3 separate regions of the Mus musculus genome follow, and all the other regions are linked to region 3. Evidence: chromatin contacts called from public capture Hi-C data. All regions are on one chromosome and are shown on one strand. The core of a region is the stretch at or near the end of the contact, and the rest is flanking DNA. Distances in the headings are between cores, read along the strand shown. Region 1 holds the start of 1700048M11Rik (RIKEN cDNA 1700048M11 gene). Region 2 holds the start of Kcne1 (potassium voltage-gated channel, Isk-related subfamily, member 1). Region 3 holds the start of 1700029J03Rik (RIKEN cDNA 1700029J03 gene).

Region 1 (4,640 bases), core at 1,146-3,645, 1.1 Mb before region 3:
TGCCTTATCATAGTGCACACCTGTGGCTTTATCCTTGGACTGAAACGTTTTTCCTTACACACAATCTGTCCCAAGTTTATTTCTCTTTTTAGTGTGACGATGAAAACTCATTGTATTTCTTATTATGCAGCCTTCACTTACTATTATGACGGGTGGGTACATTCCGTGCTTGATTCTAACTTTATTACATCTTTCTAGCAAAGTGACTAAGACCTTCTTTTAAAACTTCCTAAAATTTGAATCAAATCAAGAAGTCTATAGAATCATTAATTCATCTAAATAGCATTAATTCATGAAAGTTTATCCTTATGTTGATCTGCCGGAAATCTGATCAATAGGGTGAGACAATGCCAAGAAACTACTCTGTTAATTTAATGATGACAGGGAAGGCAGAGCAGCTGCAAGAAGCAATCCTGAGGTGAAGTTTCTCTGGGCCTTGCCATTGAGCTCACCCATCACAGACCATGCAAAAATGGTGGGCCACCTCCAGGAAGGCCACCTGCTAGCCTTAGCCTATACTAGATGGCTCCTGACATCTCCAATCTAGACTTTCCTCTCAGATGATTATAGATTGTATCAAGTTGTCAGTTAAGCTAACTAGGACACCATTGTGGTCCAGGAGTCTAGCCTCAGCTTGAAACATTGTAGGTGCTCGGTAACATTTGCAAAAGGAAGGAACCGAGACTCCACATCACTGCTAGAGCAATCAGCCTGTGTCTTTCTCCTTGAGGTTCTTGAACACGTGCCCCTGCTGCTGTATATCCTGGCGGCAAAAACCCTGATCCTGTGCCTGGCCTTTGCGGGCGTGAAAATGTACCAAAGGAGAAGCCTGGAAGGAAAACTGCAAGCAGAGAAGAGGAAGCAGTCAGAGAAGAAAGCGAGCTGAAGAGACATTAGAGGTACTGGGCTTTGCAAACAAAACCTCTCCAGAGGGCTTCAGTGCCCAACCAAGGGTGTGGTGCCCTGAGATCTCTGCATCCTTGGTCTGAGGCGCTGCAAGAGGGCACATGGGCACTGCAGCCAGGGTGCAAAGCCAGAGCCTCAGCCCCGCTCTGACCATTTAGAGTATCAGTCCTCTGCGCCGAGCCTGTTGTGCTTCTTAGTGGGAGGGGTTGGCTTAGGACCCTGACTCCAGCTACAGGCCAGAAAAGCCCATGTACTAAGACATGCACGTTTGGTGGAGGAGGAGATGGAGACAGGTCAAATTAAGGAGCCCTGCTATCTTCAGGATGATGTCTGGCTCCCTGTTGGCAAATGATCCCTTCCAATCTGTTCATCATCTGGCCAAACCTCACCTGCCCACATCTCCAGTCCTCTCCCCGGACTCCCTCACCTGCCCACGTCTCCAGTCCTCTCCCCGTGCTCCCTCACCTGCCCACATCTCCAGTCCTCTCACCGTGCTCCCTCACCTGCCCATGTCTCCAGTCCTCTCCCTGGGCTCCCTTGGCATTTCTGCATCACGGAGACCTTTATGCCCCTGTGTTCCTAGCCAGCCCTTTCTGGCAGCTCCTGCCCAAGCTTGGGGCTTGTGTATTACTGCATCTGGTGCCTCTCTGTGTGCATGGGGTGGGGTGGAGGACTCAAGGGCCCTGGGAGCTTTTCTTAAGGCCTTGCCACAGATACGCCTGATTATTTACTTGTGTGTGCGAATTTCAAAGTATCAAGCTGAACTCCGAGCCTTTCTTAGTATCAGGATTCAAATATGGTGAGCAAGGATTTCAGATTCTAGATTCTGGTTCCAGAACCCAGCTGAACATCAGAATTTCTATACTCGGCTGTGTGGATTCCTGGGTTGCTTGTTAAGAGCACAGCTTCCCAGGCCCCAGCCTCAGGAAAGGGCACTGGGTCCACCGTTCAGTCTGGGCAGCCGGTGCTTTGAAAATCCCACAGGTGATTTTTATATAGTCTGCTCAGCTCCAGGTCACCGTGGGAACCGCCTCTGGCGTCACGGCACTGCCCACCTGATGCCATGCTTCTGAAAGCCGGAGCTCCCTCGGGCTGTCGAGTAAAGTAGGCTCCTTGGTGACAGCGAGACTGGGGCAAGCGTTTCACCGTGCATGTCATGCCTCAGCCCTCCTGACAACTCCCCAAGGTGATGTCAGGCTGAAAGAACAGTAGAGAACAGATCTGGGAACCGAACCACCTTACTCACTCCCCAATTGTGCCACCTCCAAAACGTGCAATACGGAGACCATAGGAGCACTGTTGTATGCCACTCATCCATGCTTGCTGCCACTCGCTGGCCCTCAGACTAACTTACCAGGCAGAGTAACTTACCACCGTGGAGTCTTGCCTTTCAAAATTTGTCTTATTGATGGGAAACCAAAAACCACCAGGAAGTGCTTAGCCTCAGTTGGAGGAAGTGCTTAGCCTCAGTTGGAGGAGGGGTGATTAGCAGTTTCAGGTGATTAGCAGGGCAGACAGCTGAGCTGAAGGGTCCGCTAGGTTTATGATGCAGGCAGAGGATGCCTGTCAGCTGAGAGGAGGGTGGGAAGATCATGTGTGAGCTCATCGGTGCCTGTTATGTCCACGCTTTCATTGAGCCAGGGCCACAAGCGTGAGTGTGCACACAGCCACGTAGAACTGACCCGGGAGCTAGCCTGTCTGTCAGGCTAGCAGCTTGTCCAGAGCCTGCACTAAAGGAGGAAACCCAGATGCACCGGTTAGTAGGTCAGGCCCAGTAGCCTCCCCTGGCGTCTCAGAGCACAAGCACAGTTGGTGTGGAGCATGCAAAGCCCGAGCCTTTCTATCCAGCGCTAGCCTTACTGCTGTGGTCTCCCTTCCTTTCTAGATTTTCCTACTTAAATGTCAGCTTGGGTGGACTCCAGCAGAGAAGAGAGAACAAAGACGTCACAGAAGAGGACCGCACTCTGGCCTAGACCTTTAACTTAAATGATTGACAGAGTGGATTTTTATATGTTTTTAGAAGAACCAGTATTTTGTTTACTGAAATAAAGTACATTATTCTTAACTGCTGTCTGCATTCTCTCTCCCTCTCTCCATCCCGCCTTCCCTCCCTCTCCCCCTTCCTATCTACCTCCCCTCCCCTCCATCCCCACCCCATCCCCAACACAGAACACGCTATGAGAACACTTTTTCAAGCCTTCCTTTCTCTGCCACATTCTGGTTGTGGAGTTATGATAAAATTCAGGGTGCATGTGCATGCCCACATCAACGGTAACACTGCTGTAGGGGACAGTCCTCAGCAAAGGGGGCATCAGTAGAAGCCTCGGCCAGCGTGTCCCCACTTGCCAGCATGCTTCTTCATGCGTAGCTTGTTTCCATGTTGACTGTGTAACATCAGGGAAGCTGTGTCCTTGTCTATGACAGAACCAAGAAGGCTGGACCCTGTGCCAGCCTAGGAGGGTTCCTGAAGGGAGGGTGAGAGCCATGGAATATCACAGTAGCTCAGTCTAGAAAGAACTCATAGCTATCAGTCTTGTAGAGGCATGGTGGCTCACATCTGTAATCCTAGGAGGCTGAGATTGGAGGACTGCCGATAGTCATAGGCTAGCCTGGGCTACTAGCTACTTCTGGACCAGCCTGATGCTTTCCCATCTGAGAGGAAACAATGGTGAGCTTCCTAGCTCAGTACCTAAGAGACCAAGGTGCTTAGAGGCTTAACTTTCTCACCTTAAGAGGCAGGAACCAGCCCTGGCGTGCTGGGAAGTGCTGGGGCCCACTGCAGATGGCCACACAGAAAGTTTTCGGGAGTGTGTAGCTTGTCTGCCACCCTTGCCCACTGGGTAGAACATGAACTTTAAAGAAATTGCTTATATTAAAATTTTAACTATGATTGCTGGATGGTCCCAACCATTGTGTGGGAACCAGGGGAGGGTTCACATAGCATCAGGGATTCAAGTACAGAATGGTCCTCAGCTCACAGAGGGCAGATGTCAAACAGGTGAAAGGCTGTGTTCCCTGGAACTCCCTATCCCGCAAGGAGGGTGCTCCAGCCTTTGCCCGGGAGCCACTTCCTCTCCGACGACCCCACTCTGGCCTGGGGCTGGCCTGGAGCAGAGATGAGAAGAGGCCAAGGCTTTGGGTCCTCTGGCTCTGCTTAGATGGTGCTCACACCTGACCCTGGACTATAAGCAAGTCTCAAGTCTCAGTTAAGCCCTCCGTGCCGCCTCCTGCCAGTGGCCCCACCCCTTCTCAAACCTTTGTCTGCTACTCACTTTGCAGAGTTAGGACACAGCCAGCTCTGAGCATGCCGAACCTCAGACTCAAGGCCGGGGACCCCACCTCCCACCATGCCCATCACTATACAGATGACCCAAGGGCTGGGCTCAACCCAGTGCTTTCCTGAGAACAGGATGCTTCTTTTACTGTGCAAGTGCACTCTTCTGCCACTAGAGGGAGATGGCCGATCACCCACTGGTGCCGTCAGTAAATGAACCCTGGGGGTGGGGAGCTGTATTTTAAATAGTTGTGGAAGCAGTGGCTAGAAGTTAGTAGGCAGACAGGATGGTGCAGCCCACAGCCAGAGTCCGCAGCTGGGCGCAGTGAGGAAATAGCACAGTTACCCCTGGGTGTCCGTAAGATGTCACCATGCTCCCCCATGAGAAGTCCCCAGCATCCCTCAGGCAGCCCCCTGTTAATCTCACACACACCCCTGACCCTGCAAAGCCCAAGATGAA
Region 2 (4,630 bases), core at 256-2,755, 1.1 Mb before region 3:
GCATTTAGGGAGTAGCCTGCGCGATTATTCCTGTTAAAATTTATAGGTTTTTATTTTTATGATTTTTTTCATGATACAATCTCTTCATCTACATGGCTCACTACCTTATCTCTAAAAAGATTTAAGTGATTATTGGTGCAGTGTACTTTTGCCCGGCACCTTGACTTTCCGTAATGCTCACCCTGCAATCCTTTCCCATAGCATTGTATGTTTGTATGTAGTGTAGTTTTCTCCATTACTGTGCTTGCTGTTGGATGTTCATCTTCCCACCGAAAGGCGAGCTGCCTAAGCGGGATTTCTGCACGAGCTATTTTTCATTCTGCCCACAACAGCTGGAACAGAATCTGCATCTGGTGGGAATGCAGTAATCATTCATCAGAAGCAGGCGTGCATGCATGAATGCACGGATGCCTCCATGCATGAATGCACGGATGCCTCTGAGTTCCATCCAGCTCCCAGAATGAGTGACCACACAGGCAGCCGCTCACCCCCAGAGACACTGGTGGCATGGGCGAATCTCTCCGAGGTCCTTCAAGAGCTTATGCTTTTAAAATGACCCCTAACCCACCATCAAAGGCAGGATCTGTAGGGTGGTGCCAGGACTGTTGCCTTGCGGTGCCTTCCTCATTGACTGGAAAAACCAAACAGGGGAGGAAGGCAGAAGTGTTGGGCCTCAGTCAAGTTCACATTGTATCCAAGAATCAGAGCAGCATGGTGAACCTAGCAAAGGCCCCATCGGGGACCACAAATGGCAGCTACAATTGGTTACAGTCTTACTCTGTGGAGGTAGACATTACTTCCTGTGCTGAAGTGAGCTATCAGTCCACACAGAGACAGCCCAGGGAGCGGGATGCATTAGACGACCCAAAGGGCCCTCCCTCCCCTAATTGCTCTTTACCTCAGTGGCGCTGCAGTAGGGATTGGAGATTAGGCACACACCATAGCTGTCACCTGGTTTCTTCTAGAAGCTTCCCATTCCCGCATTACTGCAACCATTATCAGATATCAACCATGTTTTCTACATCCCGTGCCTTTCCCACAGCAAATAAATAAATAAATAACAAAAAAATTTAAAAATCCAAAACTCAAAGAACCTTCCTGATCAAAATAATTAAATAAATAATTAAACGATAAAAATAAAATCAGGTTCTTTGTGGCTGGTGTGCTTCAAGTAATGCTGAGTTGGGGGTGGGGGATCTCTTTAAGGCTGAGGACTGGGGTTGGCGGTTTTAATTTTCATTTGATGCTTTTAGATATTTTCCAAATTTTCTCTGAGAATGCCACTGAGTTACTAATAAAAGCAGAATGTTTTCCTGTAACTTTCCTGTAAGTGAAGACAGGCAGAGAGGGGACTGGCTACAAGTTAAATCCCTGCGCCCCCCCACCCCCCATGCTGTGTGCCTGCCTGTAGGCCAAGACTGGTCCTAGCAGGGTACCTGTTGCAGAGGCAGGAGCCCCTGACTTACCTGGGTCTAGAAGCCAAGGGAACCTGGTGTGTGCAGCGGGAGCCTTGATGTGTGTGCCTGTGAGCCGGGGTCTAGGACCGACAAGCCCAGAGGCACTCAAGCGATGTTGCTTTGGGTGGGCGGAGCCTCACAGAGCCCTGGGGCTTCCAGCCAGGTTGGCTCGCTATCTGCCAGCCTAGGTCTCTGAAGTTACCCAGCCCACCCTGCACCCTGCACCCTGCACGCTGCACTCAGCCCCAAGGGCCGGAAACACTTTGACTCCAGCAGGTGGGCTTAGGGCTGGCAGGCAGTCTGTGGGAGAATAAGGAAGACAGACCAGGGCAGCACCGGACAAACACCCTATTAAATAGCTCCAAACACGTGCACCTCAGAGATGGCTCAGAACCTCTCCAGATCCCTTTATCTTAACACCCTGCTGGACCCCTGTGGCTCCTCGGCTATTCTACAAGGCTACCTTGAGCATCTACTTACTGGGTGCCTGGTCCTGGATGGACGGTGCAGAGGTAGCTAAATGGTCGAGGCTCTGCTGTGGGCAGTCAGTTGCTGGAGGAACTTCAGCCCTGGCGCCACCTCTGAAGTTCCCAGGCAAGTATGAACCGGCCTTTCTCTCCCAGCAGGAGCAAGCTCTGAAGTTGCTCAGGTGACTTCCTGGTCAGTTTCATAGCGTTGCCCACCCGCCTGACAGGTGTGAGTCAACAGGGGCAGCTCCGGTGGAAGGGCTTGGCTAGGCTGGCAGATGAGATACAGAGGCAGGCTTCTGACCTACAGCGAAAGGACACAGCCAAGGGTAACTGCTCCCCCCCCCCCGCCGCCACCCCCCCCCCCGTGGTCTTCCTCATCTGATCACTTCTAAGGACCACAGCCCCTATGGGCTCCTGGGGACAACTGGCTACAACTGAAGGCCCTCCCACGGGCTTACCTGCAACATTCCAAGATAATACTCCTGTTGACAAAGGCAGATGGGGAGCTGTGGCCATGTGGGTGGCAGAATCCAGGTACTGAGCCACAGTGGAGAGCACTAGACTGCCTCCAGCGTGTAATGTTATTCTGAGAAATCTATTCCAAAGAGAGGCACTGGGTTTAGAGAAGTCTTAAGGATATAAAGGTTCTTCATAGTTTTATTTATAATAATTAAAATCTTGATGCCTAAAGCCAAATAAATAAATAAATACAATTAATAATTAAACTAGGGCTTGTATGATACAAAGTTATTTCTCAATGAAATATCCAATGAAGCCACTAGCAAAATGTCGCCTAGTGGGTTGGTTATAATGTGGATTTCATCTGTCTCTTTGTTGAGACAGTCTCACTATGTTACTCTGACTGTTCTGGAACACTCTGTGTAGACCAGGCTGGCCTCAAGTTCACAGATACCTGTGTCTCCCTCTGAAGTGCTAAGATTTAAGTCATGCGGTATCACACCTGGCTCCACATCTTGTATCTTACAGTGCTACATGAGAAAGGCAGGCCTAGTAGCCGGGCAGTGGTGGCACACACCTTTAATCCCAGCATTTGGGAGGCAGAGGCAGGCGGATTTCTGGGTTCGAGGCCAGCCTGGTCTACAAAGTTCAGGGCAGCCAGGGCTATACAGAGAAACCCTGTCTCGAAAAACGAGAGAGAGAGAGAGAGAGAGAGAGAGAGAGAGAGAGAGAGAGAGAGAGAGAGAGGCAGGCAGGCCTAGATTTACAAAGAGCGAGACATTGTTTCAAAGGGAAGCAAGGAAACAACACCCGAGATCAGCATTGGCTGCTGGGGGTCACCCAAGATGGATTTCGTGGTTCAGCTCTATACCTTCCACAACCGTTCCTACTCCAGAGAAAATAAAATCCATCAACTCGGCCTGAACATCCCTAGTTCTTTCTCCTCTGTGCTGTGCTATGTGGGTGTGGTGTCCTTCTGTCCATCTTTCCAAAGCCAGAGTCCAGCAGATGGGGAAAGGGGATGAGGGATGGAAACAGTGTGTTTATCCTGCCAAGCACTTACGTGTGGTCCTTCCACACACACACACAATCCAGACTGGACCAGCTGCCTGGATCAGTCTATCAGGGCATGGGATAACGCCTCCCTCCTGTCCCTGGGCATTGTGAATGGGAGCCGTTCCAGAAAGGTAGTGTTGCTCTCGGCAGTGTTCTCAGCTCTCTTCCTGGTTCTCTCTGCTCCCCACAGAATGAGTTGTTTATTATTGCACGGCTGCTCTTGGCATCCCATCTGTCATTGTGAGGAGTCCTCCACCCTTGGTGAACCGGGACCTGTGAGGTACGCTCTACCCCTGGTGAGCTGGGACAGCCTCCCCCATCTTTTTCTCTTTTCCCTTCACCCTTTCATTCTTACCCCTTCTTCTCTTTGGTACAATGGTTATGACCCCATACCCTTCAAATGACCTTGTACCAGAGCCCCTTCCTCCTCCTCCTTTCTCCCTGATCCTTTACTAAAGTCATGACAGATATGGTCCCTGTCCTCGCAGTAGGGTTAGCGTCATCTTCCAGAAGTCCCTACTTCAGTGAGTGTGACATCCGCAAACCAACCACTTCCCATCACCTCTTAGATCTAGGCGTTCTGCTTTCTCCCGGCTCCGCTCGTTCTCCGATGCTAAGAGAGTTAGCATAAGTCTTCAGTGTATACACATGGCACTTGGTCATTCCCTGTGGTTGCTGTTCAACTGGTGTCCTTCCTGTATCAGGCTGGGCATTCTCTGTCCTTTGGCCTCTCCATTGTTGTCCAGGTTAGGTAGCTTTGCATTACCTCAGCGAACACCTGAGAGAATTACCTCCCAAGAGAAAAGGTTCTCTCTATGCTGGGTCAGACCCATCGCTGTGGGCCTGTGTGGCGGGACAATGTGTCATGGCTGAACAAAGCCAGTATCTGGAAGCCAGGAAACAAAAAGGGCAGAGAGGGAGTTGGAATGCCTCTGGCCCTTGAAAAGACATTCTCCAAATGTCTTAAAAGGCTCCACATCTTTTTTTTTTCTTTTATGTTTTTTCTTTTCTTTTCCTTTTTTTCCCCCACTCTTGGCTGTCAGTAGCACCAAGCTGAGGACCAGACTTTGAATGCCTTTGGGGGAACATTTACAGCCCAAACCATAAAGCTGGGAGATAGTTCAGAGGATAACATGCCTGCCTTGATTGCATGGGGACCTCTGTTTGACCCCCTAGAATCCAAGTCCC
Region 3 (4,517 bases), core at 10-2,509:
GCCACCATGTGGTTGCTGGGAATTGAACTCAGGACCTCTGGAAGAGCAGTCAGTGCTCTTAACCACTGAGCCATCTCTCCAGCCCCTTCAAGTGTGTGTGTGTGTGTGTGTGTGTGTGTGTGTGTGTGTGTGTGTGCCACATGCAAGGCTTTTTTGGGTTTTTGGGTTTTTGGTTTTTTTGCTGTTGTTGTTGTCGTTTGTTGTTGTTTGTTTTTTGTTTTGTTTTGTTTTTTGATTTTTTTGTTTTTTTACCCTTGGTTCTGGCAATCTAGATTCAGGTCCTCATTGTTGCATCCAGCACCCTCCCAACCCTGCCTTTAGGGGAGAATTGGATGTCCACAGTTGACTCTCCATTAGCCAGCCCTTCCCTTTCCACCTCTCGGCTATACCAGTGACAGTTTCATATATTTACAATGGCTCTTGGCCTATCAAAACCAGGCATTGAGGGAGGCCCAGCCCCTCAAATAGATCCTCATGGGAGGCAGGGACAATGGCTGTGCCCTCAGCCTCTGGTTCACTCTGAGTGTGCTGGAAGCCGCTCGCTCATTCTGCTCTTTGCCTCTCAATTGGTCGCTCTGAGAGAATAAGGAGTCCAAGCAGCACACCCAACACAGGACAAAGACAAACCGAAGCAGGAGACCGGGGGCTGGACCTGATGGAGTACTGAGGCCAACACAGGGCTCAGGGCGGCACTCAGCCTAGACGGGCAGCTGAGAGAGAAGAGAACGGCACCCAAGTAAGTCCTGAGAGTCCAGGGGAACCGAGTTCAAGGGCCACCGTGGTTACCTGGGTAGCAGCGGGCTGTGCACCAGCATCACACGGCACTCCACCGTCATCCATCTTCTCTAGAGCGACGCCCAAACTCCCTCAAACTCCCTCTGAGTTCAGTGAGGACCTCAGCGCCTCGTGAGCCAAACATGATGAGCCCATCTTGAGAGTCAGAAAGGGCGTTCCGTCCCCGTGCCCCCCCCCCCCACCTCTGTTCCTTGTGATCCGTACTACCTCTGAGTCAGGACTGTCCTGTGTCTTCGACCACACGGGGACGGGGACTGTGCTTTCTGCCTACAACACTCTACTTACATCGGCCTAACTTCTGCTCGTTTTCAGACCATTTCAGACAGCCTGTGGGTCACCAGGTCTCCTCCTCCAGGAAGCCCCATGCTTTCGCCAGCAGCAGTGATTCCCACTGGCCAAAATAACAATACATTAAAGAGACCTCAAAGGTAAGCAATGGTGTTGACATCAGAAACTGGTCGCCTCGGAATCCAGCGATGAGGTCACCCCTAGGCAACAGGGACGCTCATGCGTCTGTTGCCATGGCAACCGCCACACATCATTCCCCCCCCCCCCCCCCAATGTGCGCCTCACCTGCGCACTTCACCTGCGCACCTGATATTCATGGTTACATCCCGGCCTGAATAAAAGGCAGGGCCCCAGACCCCTCTCCCCTTCTTTGTTCCCCTCATTCCTCCTCCTCACCCCCTCTTTCCCCAGTAAATCTCTTCTCATAGAGCTGTGCTGCTGTGGTGTGATCTGTCCAGATACAAGCCACCTTCTAACACAACAGTTGGGCAGTGGTACCACGCGGCCAGCAGGCCAGCAAGAACCCTGTCCCTTGGGAGAGCTTCAGCTGCTGGGTGGTAGCGAGATGTCTGTCACTGTTGTGGGTGGTAGCGAAATGTCTGTCACTGTGGCAGACGCTACATTTCTAGAAACGTGAGTTTTCCTCTCTGCCTCTCCAGCCTGAAGGGAGGAGCATCCAGATCTCTGCCTCCGCCAGAAATCCTCTTACAGGATGTGAGTGTTGGGGGAGGGGAGGCATTCGGTAATTTCCCTCTCTACCTTGCTGCCCTGAGACAGCATCTCTCTGAATCAGAATCTGCTGCTTTGAGCAGGCTGGTTTGTTCCACACTCTCTGCATTGGCCCGTCTCTGCCCCCAGTGCTGGGCCTGAAAACACTGGAGTTTTTGTACAAATATCAGGGATCAGGAGTCAAGTTCTCATGCTGGCCTCTCACCCAGTGAGCCGCTCCTCGGGCCCTCCCCTTACACTCTATGAGCTGGAATTAGTTTGCATATCCGTCATTCTGCCAAGGGGGTACATATGGCACAAGTGACATTATCACTCGACCACCCCTGGGGACTCCACATGGGCTCAGCTTCCTCTGAGGTGCTTGGCTGAAGAGCTGAAGAGCAGGAGTGGCTCTCTGATTAAAGATGTTATCTAGAAAAAAAGTTAGAAGCGGCAGGCAGTTGGTGGGATTCATCTTGTTCTATGGTCCTTGAAGAGACTTAGCATCCTTGTTGAAGACGTTGCCTGACCTGGAGATAAAAACCTGGCCTTCTACCCACCACTGCACACAAGCTCTCTGCTCTCCACCGTCTCTGCATACTGAAGCTCCATCACCCTGAGGAGACTTTCTGAACCCTCCAGCCACACACACACTGTCCCCAGTACTGTGACCTATACTCCGATGTTATCACATAGCAGTCTTTCTTAACATTTTCGGACTGTAAAAGCCCCAGAATGACAAGTCAGATGTGCCTTGCTTACCCTGAGGTCTGGCCAGCATCTGTCTCTGTGCTCGGTACATATGAGATGCTCTACAAACAGCCGTGAGTGAACAGAAGCCCTAAGTCAGCATCCAGGATGGAACATCTGCCCCTGAGGGCCACTGTGCCTCTGCTGTGTGTGCCTGGGCAAGTTGCTGAGCCTCTTGCAAACAAAATTAAAACTCCTGGAGGTCTCCAAGACCCTTATCAGGGCTTCTGATGAACAAATTGCTACAATGTAATAAAAATCTACCCTTCCGCTGTGTGAAGTTCAGAAGCCAAGAAAGAGTCTGCTCTTCTGGAATCCCAGAAGAAGGATTCACCCCTTGCCTCTACCGTAGACCCTGCTGGCCACTGGCAACCTGTGGAACTCGTGCATTGGCAGCAGCATTCCATTCTCTGCCTGCATCTTTACATCAATGTCTCCATTGTGCATCCACCTCAAATCCCCTGTCTTTTCCCTTATGAGGACACCAGCCAGCGGAGTTAAGTCTCCTGCTAAACCCACCATGACCTCACCCTGAGATCCCTCTCCGGAGGCTGGCCGCCTGTGAGACCCTATTTCCAGATTAAAGTCACAGTCTCAGTGTGTCAGTCAACTTCCCATGGCTCTGATAAAATACCCAGATAAAAGGCTCCAGACGGAAGATGTCTTTGGACACAAGGTTTCAGAGAATTCAGTCTATACTCACTCGGCTATGAGGTGAGGCAGAACAGCAAGGTCAGGGGCACAGGGTAGAGCTGAGGAATTTACCTCACAGCTGCCAGGAGGCAAAGAGAATGGGGGAAGGAGGCTGAGGACAAACCACACCCTTCACGGGTTCCTGAAGTACCTTCTCAGGCAAGGTCCCATCTCCTCAACTTTCCACGGCTTTCAATTGTCCACCCCCACAGATGACGTCTGAGACCTCACTATCCAATCATCTCCCGAAGGCCTCATCTAGAACGCTAAGCGTCAGGGAGCGAACATTAGGACACTTCTTACCCAGCCACAGTCCTGGGGTACAGAGGATGGCAGACTTTGCCATGTTTAGGAGTACAGGAATAATTCTAGGTCCACTACCAACTGCGAGATCCTGATAGCTATTAAACCTGGCTGTCGATCACAGACACCACTCATGGGCTGGAATGTTTCCTCCCTCGTTCATTCTTTAATTGACCCTCGGCTCTGCATTGTGAAGTATCCAACTTCCCTGAATCTGAAGGCTGGAAGGTTTTTCAGTATGCCTTGCTCTTCACCCCTTAAAACATCCGCAGTGACTCATTCTCAAACCCAGGCCCGCACTGATCATCAATCCTGGGGCTGACTTGCGAGAGCGTACAAGTCCCCGGAAGTTCTGCCTCAGAGGCAAGTACAGCTTCCGGCCAGCACTTTATTCCCCCGGTGCTTCGGAGTCCTCTCAAAGGGGCACTTGCCACTAAGCCTGATAAACTGGGTTCCATCCCTGGAGTCTGGGTGGTAGAAGGAAGGAACCAACTCCTGGAAGCTGCCCTCTGACCTCTATTCACACCCCCATGCACACATGCCTGCTCGTACACACATGCTTGCTCACACACACTATATTAACAATCGAAGTCTCCCATGAAGGCTAAGACCCTGGAGGAATCGGCCGGAGACGTGTGTGTTTACTGAGCCCTGCTTAAGGAGAGCCAGGTTAGCCTCGCACTGGCCACAGGAGACCAGACTCACTGCGGCTGAGGTGTCACACAGTGCCATGTTCTTAATGTGTCCCCCAGTGGGGACACGTATTCCTCAAAGTTCTCCACCAGCTTGCATGGAGCGATGCTATTGATGGATGGGGTGGCGCGCTCATTTTTCTTTCTTGGGGAACGTGGGCTGCAGGCTTCCCGGCTGGCGAACCCGCCCTCTGGAAGCCAGGCCTCCAGAGACAAAACTCCACCAGGAACCAAGTTGAAGCTGCGTGCGGCTCTTACGTTATGTCTATTTTAAAAGTTGACTTTGGC

Evidence for each region. Capture Hi-C pulls out chosen DNA fragments and counts their contacts.
Region 1: a contact with region 3 is called in a capture Hi-C map of embryonic stem cells, with 4 times the contacts expected there. The contact joins the promoter of 1700048M11Rik here to the promoter of 1700029J03Rik in region 3. A contact is called at or near these places in 12 of 39 promoter capture datasets (the 3T3-L1 cell line, 3T3-L1-derived adipocytes, the SN4741 cell line and 6 more), 1 of 15 datasets of contacts at CTCF or cohesin (large pre-B cells), 3 of 484 Hi-C or Micro-C datasets (bone marrow-derived macrophages and cortical neurons), 3 of 115 datasets of contacts at active chromatin or transcription factors (embryonic forebrain, forebrain and large pre-B cells) and 3 of 9 other capture datasets (adipose tissue, embryonic stem cells and liver).
Region 2: a contact with region 3 is called in a capture Hi-C map of macrophages, with 8 times the contacts expected there. The contact joins the promoter of Kcne1 here to the promoter of 1700029J03Rik in region 3. A contact is called at or near these places in 7 of 39 promoter capture datasets (the 3T3-L1 cell line, the C10 cell line, the SN4741 cell line and 4 more), 2 of 484 Hi-C or Micro-C datasets (bone marrow-derived macrophages and palatal mesenchyme), 3 of 115 datasets of contacts at active chromatin or transcription factors (embryonic stem cells, extraembryonic endoderm stem cells and large pre-B cells) and 4 of 9 other capture datasets (adipose tissue, embryonic stem cells, embryonic trunk and 1 more).

The regions. Positions count from the first base shown.
Region 1 is chr16:92,310,071-92,314,710 of GRCm38.p6, forward strand. It overlaps 1700048M11Rik (RIKEN cDNA 1700048M11 gene), which reads right to left and starts at 2,396. Exons shown (of 2, transcript NR_045300.1): 1 at 2,278-2,396. Smim11 (small integral membrane protein 11) reads left to right here. Exons shown (of 4, transcript NM_138743.2): 3 at 731-899; 4 at 2,792-2,971. The coding sequence ends at 886.
Region 2 is chr16:92,357,369-92,361,998 of GRCm38.p6, forward strand. It overlaps Kcne1 (potassium voltage-gated channel, Isk-related subfamily, member 1), which reads right to left and starts at 1,506. Exons shown (of 2, transcript NM_001362456.1): 1 at 1,467-1,506. Gm30163 (a long non-coding RNA gene) reads left to right here. Exons shown (of 3, transcript XR_876259.2): 2 at 3,633-3,722.
Region 3 is chr16:93,457,613-93,462,129 of GRCm38.p6, forward strand. It overlaps 1700029J03Rik (RIKEN cDNA 1700029J03 gene), which reads right to left and starts at 1,260. Exons shown (of 3, transcript NR_040494.1): 1 at 1,081-1,260.